2 separate regions of the Cricetulus griseus genome follow, and region 2 is linked to region 1. The links are chromatin contacts, called in public Hi-C maps. All regions are on one chromosome and are shown on one strand. The core of a region is the stretch at or near the end of the contact, and the rest is flanking DNA. Distances in the headings are between cores, read along the strand shown.

The links. A called contact is a pair of places that touch in the nucleus more often than the background predicts.
Region 2: a Hi-C map of fibroblasts shows a contact between it and region 1, with 2.6 times the contacts expected there. The contact joins the promoter of Fam43a here to the enhancer-like site in region 1. A contact is called at or near these places in 3 of 8 Hi-C or Micro-C datasets (the CHO-K1 cell line and fibroblasts).

Annotation. Positions count from the first base shown.
Region 1 is chr4:58,566,486-58,571,773 of CriGri-PICRH-1.0, forward strand. No RefSeq gene overlaps it. Among named protein-coding and RNA genes, the nearest start is that of Xxylt1, 210 kb to the left of the region's middle. Within about 2 kb of position 2,311, at least 2 of the 6 cell types and tissues checked have open chromatin away from gene starts, as enhancers often do. A contact at or near this core is called in the CHO-K1 cell line and fibroblasts, where this site is marked.
Region 2 is chr4:58,850,178-58,855,213 of CriGri-PICRH-1.0, forward strand. Fam43a (protein FAM43A) reads right to left here and starts at 2,154. Exons shown (of 1, transcript XM_027412893.2): 1 at 1-2,154. The coding sequence starts at 1,171.

The DNA.
Region 1 (5,288 bases), core at 1,061-3,560:
TCAGGTGCCTTAGCAACTCCAGTGTTTGGCTAAGGACCTGAACTACTCTACCGAAGGATTTTTCCAACTGTCTCCAAGCAGCCTCTGAAATAGCTTTGCCAATCTGGCTTCCCCTAAGAGAGTCTCTGCTTCTCCAGCCAACTGAACTGGCAAAACCTCTACCCGAAGCCCAGAGAAAATGAACATGTGCATTAAAAACGTAGAAAGTGAGGACATGACGGCTCCAAGGTATTGAAGGGAACATTCTTATTGTAGATGCGACAGAGAGTTCAGCCAGAGGCATCTGGAAGAGTCCAGAGCAGGAAGAGAAACTAGTAGACCGAACATGACCATGGTTGGGGGAAGAGAAGACAGACGGGGGGGGGGGGAAGGGGGAGGAAGAGAGAGAGAACCAAGACAGCACATGGCTGAAAGGGCAGGGTTATATAGGAATGAGAAGTCCATGAACTGGAGAGGTTTAGGGTAGGGGGCAGAGTGAGAAAGGCTGAGATGAGCCACAGGTACTGAGTGAGCTGAGCCTGGAGGCCAGCATGCGCTTTAGGATGCTAATAGGTACCACAGTTAGCCATTTGTCCCCGTTTCTGTAGCCTGGTTTCATAAGATCATCATGATGTGCAGTTTAGACCCTGAGCTGAGAGGTCTGCACTGATGAAGAGTCAAGGTTACAAGGTGCTTGTGGGGTGGGGGTGGGGGTGGGTGTGGGGACACACACACTTTACATCTTTTTCCAGAGGAGATGCTAGGGAGCAGGCTTCAGAAGATCTTCAGGAATGAGGTGGAAAGGCTGTGTGTGTGTGTGTGTGTGTGTGTGTGTGTGTGTGTGTGTGTGTGTGTGTGTGGTGTGTGTGAGAGAGAGAGAGAGAGAGAGAGAGAGAGAGAGAGAGAGAGAGAGAGAGAGAGAAAGATTCTCTTCTCTATTGATAGACTCATCTTGAAACTGTAAAACAGCAGTTATTCATTTCCCAAGGAAGAGGTCCCCAGCTTGAGAAGTAGAAGCAATGTTGGCAGAAAGAAATGAGTCTTCCCTCCATCCTTCAGTGAGCTACTAAAAACAATTAGAATCTGTCTGTTGCCTACAAGGCTGTCAGTCAGCCTTCAGATGGGGTGCTCTAGGCTCTCTACTTCTGAGTCCTCTGATTCTTGGGTTTTATGCTTTTGTTGACAGTTTGATGTAGCTGTTTGTGCTGTTGTTGATGTGGACATAAAAATCACATGTGCCTCTGCTGGGCTTGGGTGTTCAGTCCACCATGGCTACTGAGTAGGCCCAGGTTAGGGTCAGGCAACTCAGTTGCTCTTGTCTCTCACTGTGTACTCAAGAGCTGAGTGTGAAGGGCTGGCTAGGCTCTGGGGATCCTGACATACTCCTTTGCTTCCTCCAGCTCTTGGCTGGGTCATCACCTCCTGGGGAAGCCTCCAGCTTATACTAAGGTATGGAATTACTTACTTGATGTTTGTGTCCTCTGGGGAAGTGTAGAGTGGGGCCTTCACCATCACTCCTCAGTCATTGATGACTGAGTGAACGACTGAGTTATATAGTTCTAGACATTTTGTGTGTTTTTAAAACACATTCAAAAAAATATTTTGATAAGTATTTTTGAATCCTGGTATTAAGTTTCTCTGCCAATGCAATAAGCCAAATCAAGACAAATTAATAAGAGCAGCTTTAATTTGGGCAAAGCACTCCTGGGTGATTTTGGAGGAAGGATGAAAAGAACGAAGGAAGGAAGGAAGGAAGGAAGGAAGGAAGGAAGGAAGGAAGGAAGGCAGGAAGGAAGGAAGGAAGGAAGAGAAATCACATGGTAGGTCTATGGAACACAGCTTAAATATCCTACATACATGGTCTTGAGAAGATCTTGGAGAGCATTCTGAAAGAAGGGTTTGGGAGGTGGTGCTTAGGCAGAGCTTCCAAAAGAACAGATTTATTTGTTTTATGAGTATGAGTGCTCTGTCTGCATTGTATGTGCAACTTTATACCAGAAGAGGGCATCAGATCCCACTATAGTTGGTTGTGAGCCACCATGTAATTGCTGGGAACTGAACCTACGTCCTCTGGAAGAGCAGCCAGTGCTCTTAACCACTGAACCATCTTTTCAGCCCCCAATCCTAGACATTGTCAAACATCTATTTTACTTCTCCTTTGAATCAGACCTGGTAACTGTGGGTTGGGCTGGGGAGGAGCTGGGGAAGAACTCTTTCCCTGTCATTAGTTGCCCTTGTGTGGATTACCTCCAGGCCTGTGGCCTCAGGCTCTTATGGGAAAAGACAATGGGGGTTGAGCTCAGAGCCTGCACAGAGCAGGGAGCTAGCTCGGCAGCAGGACAAGCTGTGAGACATGAGTCATTTCATAAACACAATGATTAGGCAAACATAGTTTGCAGTGTATATGCGAGTTTTAAATCTGTGGTTTTGGTTTTTGAAATAATTTAAAGCAAATGAAATAGGAAGAAATTTGATGGGTCAAACCCATTCTGGCACAAAGCAAATAGCCTGACAGTGACTGCCCTGGTGCTGTTAGGATGGTCTCACATGGGAAGGAAATCAGGAGGAGTTTTCAATCAAATCCAGCCTGCCAAAAAAGTTCCCAGGGGCTCAAGAGAGGCTCAGTAGTTAAGAGTGCTTGCTATACTTTCAAAGGATCTGGACTCAGTTCCTAGTCAAGCAGCTCACAACTGCTTGTAACTCCAGCTCCAGGGGATCTGATGCCCTCTTCAGGCACCTGACCACCACCACCACCACCACCACCACCACCACCACCACCACCACCACCACCACCACCACACACACACACACACACACACACACACACACAATCTACACACAATCTTATTTTTAGAAAGTTTCCAATCAGGGCTCTGCTTTCCTTCCCACTATGGTGGCCCTAGACAAGCAGGCTTTCCCACATCAGAAGGATACAATCAGGAAGGTTTTACACACAGGAGTTTGAGTTGTTTCTAGCTGTTGGGGTCTCCACAAAGTTCCTGGTTGCTATAGTCTTCACTTGGTGCCATCTAATTGCCAATCACCCAACAAAGCTCAAAATCTTGCTGGGGGCTACTCCTACTGTAAACCCTGAAATTCTTGAGAAAGACAGGACGGAGTCCATGATGGTCTGAATTAAAGCAAGCTGTATTTGGATGTACCTGAGGCTGGCCAGCTGGCTGTCCCCCCTTAGTTGGGGGGGTTTTGAGAATATCCCCCACTGGTCTCCCTTTTTAGGAGAGATAAGGTGTTCACAGGGGTGAGGGGGTGGTGGCTATCTATTGTTTAAAGGACACAATCAAAGGGGACGAACAAAGGAAAGAATACAGATCACAGGGAAAAACACACATCAAGTGAATGAGAGTTACAGCAGTTTATATCAGACCAGGAACTTATTCCTGATTACAAATGGAAGCCTTAATTATCAGGGATTTCTCACAGGACTCAGTGATTTAACTCTTAGACAGGCACAGGTAGGAACTGTTTTGGCTATAAACAGAAGAAGCCTTAACCTGAAAGGTATATTTTCACTTTTGGTCTTCCATTAACCTGTGAGATATATTTTCTTTCAGTTTTGGTCTTCTACCTACCTCTACCTGTATGATACCTTTATTGTATTTGTTATCTGTTTTCCTTGAATTGAAACACTCCCTGATGAAAGAAGGCTCCTAAGACTTATGAAGCTAATAACACAAGACTTGGGACACTTAGAAGTTATAAGATCTATGCAGCCCCCTCCCAAGGTTATAAGTGGTAAGCAATTGCTGCTGAGCAGGCATCGCTCTTCAGTGGAGCTGCCTACAAGGTGGGAACCTCAGGACGTAGCTTTGGTCGGCTGTCACCCATGCTAGGGTGTGCTCTTTGGAGATGCCACTACCTTTGTGTCACCCATCAAACTAATTGCTTTTCTTTGGTCTGCCAGTTGATGCTGTATGAGAGGATGCTGTAAAGAGACAACTCATTGAAATGGCCACTCTGGGATTAGAGAGAAGATTTTTATTCCAGGGGCATCTGGAAGAATTCAGAGCAGAGAGAAAAGCAAGCAGGTTGTACATGGCCAGAGCTAGGGAAGCAGGACATGGAAATATCATGCAGGTTATAGGGAGGAGCAGTGGCTGTGGGGAGAGGGAAACCTGTGAACTGTAGCCTGGAGGTTAGGGTAGAGGAGGAGGAGGTGAGAGGGCCAGGATGCCAGTGGGTACTTGTAAACAGGGACTGAGGGAGCCTGGAGGCCAGCCTGGGCTTTGACATGTCAATGGAAAGCCATATGTCCCTTCTGGCAGGCAGGAACCCATTCCAGTGTTCCTGGGGAATGCTGGACTTTCCTTTTTTTTTTTTTAAGTACTTCTTCTGTAGTCCAGCTTGAGCTGGGCCAAGATGCTGTTTCTGGACATATGTACTTCCTGAGAAATAACAGTGCCCTGTCTGGGGTGAATAGACATTTACTCATCTCCTCCCTGAAAAAGGTCATGCGAAAATTGATAAGTTTTAAAAGAACTTAAAAACCCAATTCTATGTAACTAACTTAATAGAAGTGTGAAAATGTAGACCACGCACACATTTGATCTGGAAAGCCCTTGTCTCCAGAGACAGAGGGTGGAAAGAACTGGAAAAGAGAACGTAGTGGTGTCAACTAAATCTGCTGCTTAATGCTTTAAAAAATAAAATCTAAACAAGCTGCGGTTTTTCATTATTTTAGAGATAGTGGCATGGCTTTTGTTGTACTTTTCTAGAATCTTAAAATAAATTTTTAAGAAACTATAATATGGGCTGGTAAGATGGTTCAGTGTTTCAGGTCCTTGCGGCCAAGTCTACAACCCGGGTTCAACCCCTGGGACCCACATGGTCCTAACCTCCACACATGTGCCTTGGCACTCATGAATAGTGAGAACTCCTGTGTGCATCCACACAAATAAATGTAAAACAAGACAATAATATATGTTCATTGCAGAAAATGAAAAAAATACAGAACATAAAGGCAGAAATTAACAGTCCCTGTAGACACGGCAGTTCTCTTTCCAGTCTGTTGTAATGACAGAGAAAGGTAAGGACTGTATACATGATTGAATTTTGCATTCTGTTTTTGTGGCTAAATATAATGCCTTAGTATTCCATCCATTAAATTGTCCTGAACGACTTCCTTTTTATTAGCTGCACAGCCATCCATCCTGTGGCGATGCCCGTGTTGGTCTTACGGTTTTCCAGTTTCTTACTGTTCTACACAACACTTTTATTTTCACTGTCTGTGAGCTGGGGGTCACAAAACACTGAGTTTTCCACTATGTCTGGAAAGATTGGCTTAGGGATAT
Region 2 (5,036 bases), core at 904-3,403, 280 kb after region 1:
CACTGCCCGTGCTCTCGCCCGACAGCAGGCGTGTCACCCTTAAGTCGGACTCCAGGGTGCGCACATCATTGCCAAAGCTAAGGTCGCCCAGGTCACTAATAAGCTGCGACAGTTGGGCCTTCATGTCGGAGGCACAGCCCGGCAAAGGAGGTGATGTCCCGGAGCTGGGGCCCAGCGAAACTTCGTTGCCCCCCAACGCCTCCTCGTGGCCATTCTCCAGCGGGTCCAGCAAGTCCCCACATTCCAAGTGCATAGCCACCACCAGCGCCCTCTGTGCCTCAGTGTCTTCCTCTGCTGGGTCCCCATCCCCCGCACGGTCTTCTTCCTCCTCCTCCAGGCAGCCCTCGAGGTGCTCCTCTTCTTCTTCCTCCTGCAGCTCCTCCTCCTGTTGTTCCCCAAGCAGGTCCTCGGTGATAGAGCCTAGCTTGGGAGCGCTGCGACTGCGCTCCACTGGCGGCTTGTAACAGCAAGGTCCGTGCAAGAGCAGCTTACGCAGCGGCACTAGAGGGATGGTGTGTGCACCCACCAGCTCCTGCTGCTGGTGACGCGCATCGTCCCGCCGCTTTAGACGTTTAAACTCTGCCAGAGCGTTGGCAGACGTCTGGTAGAGCAGCAGGGCCATGGCCTGAGCCTTCTCCGGCTTGGATACAAGCACCGCGTGGCAGCGTAGCATTACTGCCTTGTGCTTCAGCTCATGCCGGTACACCCAGGCGAAGACTTTGGGCAGCCGCGCGTCTGCCACACAGTAGGTGACGCGGTGCAGCAGGTAGAGGTGGCCCGGGCGCCGCAGCGCTCGCTCCTCGGCGTGCACCATGCGGATGCCTTGCGCGCTCACCGTCAGCTTCATCTTCGTGCCTTGACGGCCTGCCTCGCTCTTGCTCCAGATCTTGCCCACCGCTAGGTCCGTGCAACCGTCGCCGCGCGCTTGGATGGTGGTAGCATTACCCAGGTAGAGCACGGTGTAAGTGGGGTCCTCACTGGTGATGTGCAGTTTCTTGCGCTTGGAGCGAAACATGCTGCCCACCCGGCTGAGCGCGCCTTCCGGGCAGGCCCTAGCCAAGGAGCTAAGTGCGGAGTAGTGCAGGCTCACAGCGTAGCCCTTAGGCTTGGACGCCTGCCGCGGCGGCGCCTCGGCCAGCAGCTCGAACTTGTGCTTCTTCCACGGCAGCATCTCCGGAGGACGCCCGGGAGCGGCTGGGCGGGGGCGGCCGAGCGCGGGGTGCGAGCCCCGCAGGGCCACCAGCCCCGGCTGCGCTTGGCCCGGGCAAGCCCGGAAAATAAAAGTCGAGCTGGGAGCACAGCCGGGACAGGGAGATGGAGGCAGCCAGATAGTGCTTGAGAACCCCGCAGCGGGTGTGGGAGAGGGGTATATAATATTAGAAAGAAAAAATATTCAGGAGAGAGAGGGAGGGAGGGAGGGAGGGGGAGAGAGAGAGAGCGAAAGAGAGAGAGAGAGAGAGAGAGAGAGAGAGAGAGAGAGAGAGAGAGAGAGAGAGAGAGAGAGAGAGAATATTTTACAGATGAGGACCAGGATAAAAGTCTCAGGCAAGCTACAAAATAAAAGAGAGCGGGAGCGGAACGGAAAATATTTTAGAAAAAAGCCATATGAGTGCGTGCAAATAAATAGAAGCGGGGGGCGGGGGAGGGGGCTCGGCCAAAGCACCCGGAGTGGTGAGAGAATAAGCAGGAACTCTTCTTTCAGCGAACGTGACACACACACAAGTCTTGGGCCAGGGCCAGGAGCCGCGGAAACTACAGCAGTGCGCCCAGGAGCCGATGCTCCCCACCCTCAGTGGGTGCGGGAGAGGGCGAGCCCCTCGGCTGGGCTGGTCCCGGAATAAGCAGCTTGCCCTAAGTGCTGTCCGAGTGGTCCGGCTGGCCGCGGCGGGCCAGGCACAGCAGTCCCGCGGCTCACTGCATCCTCGCTCCGAGGGGACACCGGGGACTGGCGCTCAGCCGGCTTGGCCAGGGTAGCGCGGGGCTCCGAAGGCAGGACGCGCGCATTGTCAGCTCCCAGGGACTGCCGCTACCTCATTGCTTCCCTCCGGGGGCATCCGACTCCGCTTCGGGGTGCTCGGCGGTCTGCAGCGCGCCCTCTGTGGTCATACGCGCAGTGGCCGGCTTGCCCGCCTCACATCATTGCCGTCCGGGAGGAAGATCTCGGGTTAATATAGGCCGGCGCGAACCATTCGCCGAGCGGACAGGGGAGGAGCATCGAAGAGGATCCATAGGGCTGCGACGCCCACGCATTTCTGGCCTCTTAAAGGGGCCCAGTTACAAGCACTAGTCAAGGGAAAGGGAAGACTAGTCCAATTAGGCAATCCCGTCCCAAATTTATCAGCATCTCTTTTATGTATAGAAACCACAAAGAACTGGAGTTACCCGGTAGCAAAAGGGACTTAAACTTTGACACTCCACCCTAGGCTAAATTGCAACTCACTGAACAAATGTATGTCTAGATCGAAACTTCTGGAGGAGGTGATGAGATTGTAGACTCTAATTCCCTGTACAAAAAGGTTGGGGATTTTTTTTTTTTTTTGACAGCTTCAAGAGAATGTGCAGGCTCTGTTCTCTGCTATTCTTAAATAATCGTCTATTAAAGAAAAAACAAGAGTTAAGGACTTAGTTGTTATTGTCTTGGTGCCGTTTATCCACAGGTGAACTGCAGGTCGTGAAGAGTGAGTGGCAAGATGACTGGAGGGAACAAAATTGAACACAATAGTGAGTGGTCGATAAGCTTTGGGATTTCCAGTTCCTACCCTCGACCCAATAATACCCTCTCCTGCCACACACCCTCAGAGTGTGGGGTACTTTTTTTTGAGATATATGACATTTCTAGGTAAGGCTGTGTTGCTGTTTGTAGACCCATCGGTTTTATTAAATCGCTCATACACATTGGATGAGAATTCTTAGGGAAAATTCAAATGATATTTTTTCATGTGCTAACTGAACAATGTGGGGTTTGTTTGTTTCCCTCTCTTTCTACGTTTTCCCCCCATCCTTTGAGACAGGATCTTGCTTTCTAGATCAGGTTCTCCTCAAACTCAGATCCTCTTGCCTCCAGCTCCAGAATTACAGGCATGCATTTCCATGCCTGGCTCTGGACAAAATACTTTTTAGTCTCTCACCAGCTTGCCCCTCTGCCAGTAAGTTATTTGTGGGCCCTCTTGAAACAACCTACTTGACACTAGGGGCCATTCAGTCCAAGCAAAATGACTTCTATTTGCTGAATGAGACATGCAAATTTACAGAAATTTTTTTTTACTGAGCTAAATTCAGCCAGAAAAAAACCAAAGTCCTCTGAGAATCCAGGAGAAGAAACAGTTCACTGTGACTAAGAAAATCAAAAAAGACTCACGGAGGGGTCATGTTTGAAAGATGATTTCACCAAACAGGAGGAGAATTGGAGGGCTTTCTGAGAGTAGGCAAAATTACAGGATGGAGGTGCAAGCATTCATGTAAGATACGATAGAGTCAATGATGATAACAATAAAAGAATGTTTCCCTATCTAAGAATTTTTATCCTGACAATGGATTAAAAACCCTTCTGCTCTCTGGAACAGCCGTTCTCAACCTTCCTAACACTTCAACCCTTTGATACAGTTCCTCATGTTGTAGTGACCCCTCCCACTATAAATTATTTGTTTCTACTTCATAACTGTAATGTTGCTACTGTTGTGAATTGTAATTCAAATATCTGAGATGTAAGATGGTCTTAGGTGACCCTGTGAAAGGGTTCTTTCAGTCCCCCACTCCCGCCCCTCAAAAAGGGTCATGACCCACAGATTGAGAACTACAGCTCTGGAGAAAGGAATGACCCTTACATGGCTGGCTGGGCCTATGAAGCCTCTTAATTAGGGTCCTACTGCCTTACTTCCTGACTGTGTGGATGGGTTATTGGGGAGATTCCAGACACCTCTATGGAATGAACTACAATTCTACTAAAGCATCAAACCATCACTGATTTTTCTTTTCTACTGAAATGGCTGGAATATCAGGGAGTGACAATCATGATAGCTTATAATCCAAAGGACAAAAATATTCTAGAGGAAGCATATCGACATAGCCTCAGCTGAATGGCCTCTTCCTGATCTATAATCCCAAAGTCTGAATTCTAAAGTAGACCGCACACTCAAGCATTTCCACATGGCTGGAATGTCCAAGGGCCAGAAGGGCTTGCGGGAGGAAGAAAAGGACCAATACTGGTCTCACAGCCCTGGAGACATGGCCATGAGCTACACACAGTGACCAAGAAACCAGGGACAATGTAACAGGGAAGCATCCACTGGCTACCACAGCTCTTGGTGATAGCCAGAGTGTCAGCGCCAGATGTACAGGCTGTGTCATGCCTAGCTACCTATTTAATAAGCTTCTTTCGATCTTGGGAGAGCAGAAAGGTTCTAGGCAAATGAGAGCATCCCATGTGTGAGTCATGTCATGGGCTTGTGCTCTAAGACCCAGAAGGGAAACCTAGCTATCTAACTCCTCCAGGCCTGAACGTGGCGTCTGCCTACCTTGCCTCCTGGAGAGCCCCACCACCCTTGCAGAAAGCACCCATCACAACTAGGCTACATCTCCTCGGTGGGAGGGGGGAATGGGAGACAGGACAGCATCTGAGATCCAGGGCAGCTGTAGGAGAGTACCTCCTCCAAGAGTCCATTGAGAAACCGGTTAGACGCTAGTACTGTACTTTTAATGTCACTACTCCATCTACTGGTAGCAGACCAAACTGCCATTTTCTCCTAAAGCTGGACAAGCCAGTGATTCAATCAACAGAGCCAAGGCACAGCTGGAAGGAAACACTGCTCACGGGAGTGCCAGGCTGGCCTTTGGCATCTGAGAACCAGCCTTTTATCTCCTGGAGGGCTTTGGACTAGTTTTCTGTCACCTTGTGTTTTGCATAAGGCTCCTCCATCGCTATCCTCCTCCCCTGATGGATGTCCCACTAAATAGGTATTGACTTCAAGGGAGACAATGGTGAGTCTTCAAGTCCTTCGAAAAATATTTGTTGAAAGTCTGCTGTGGTGATGACGTTT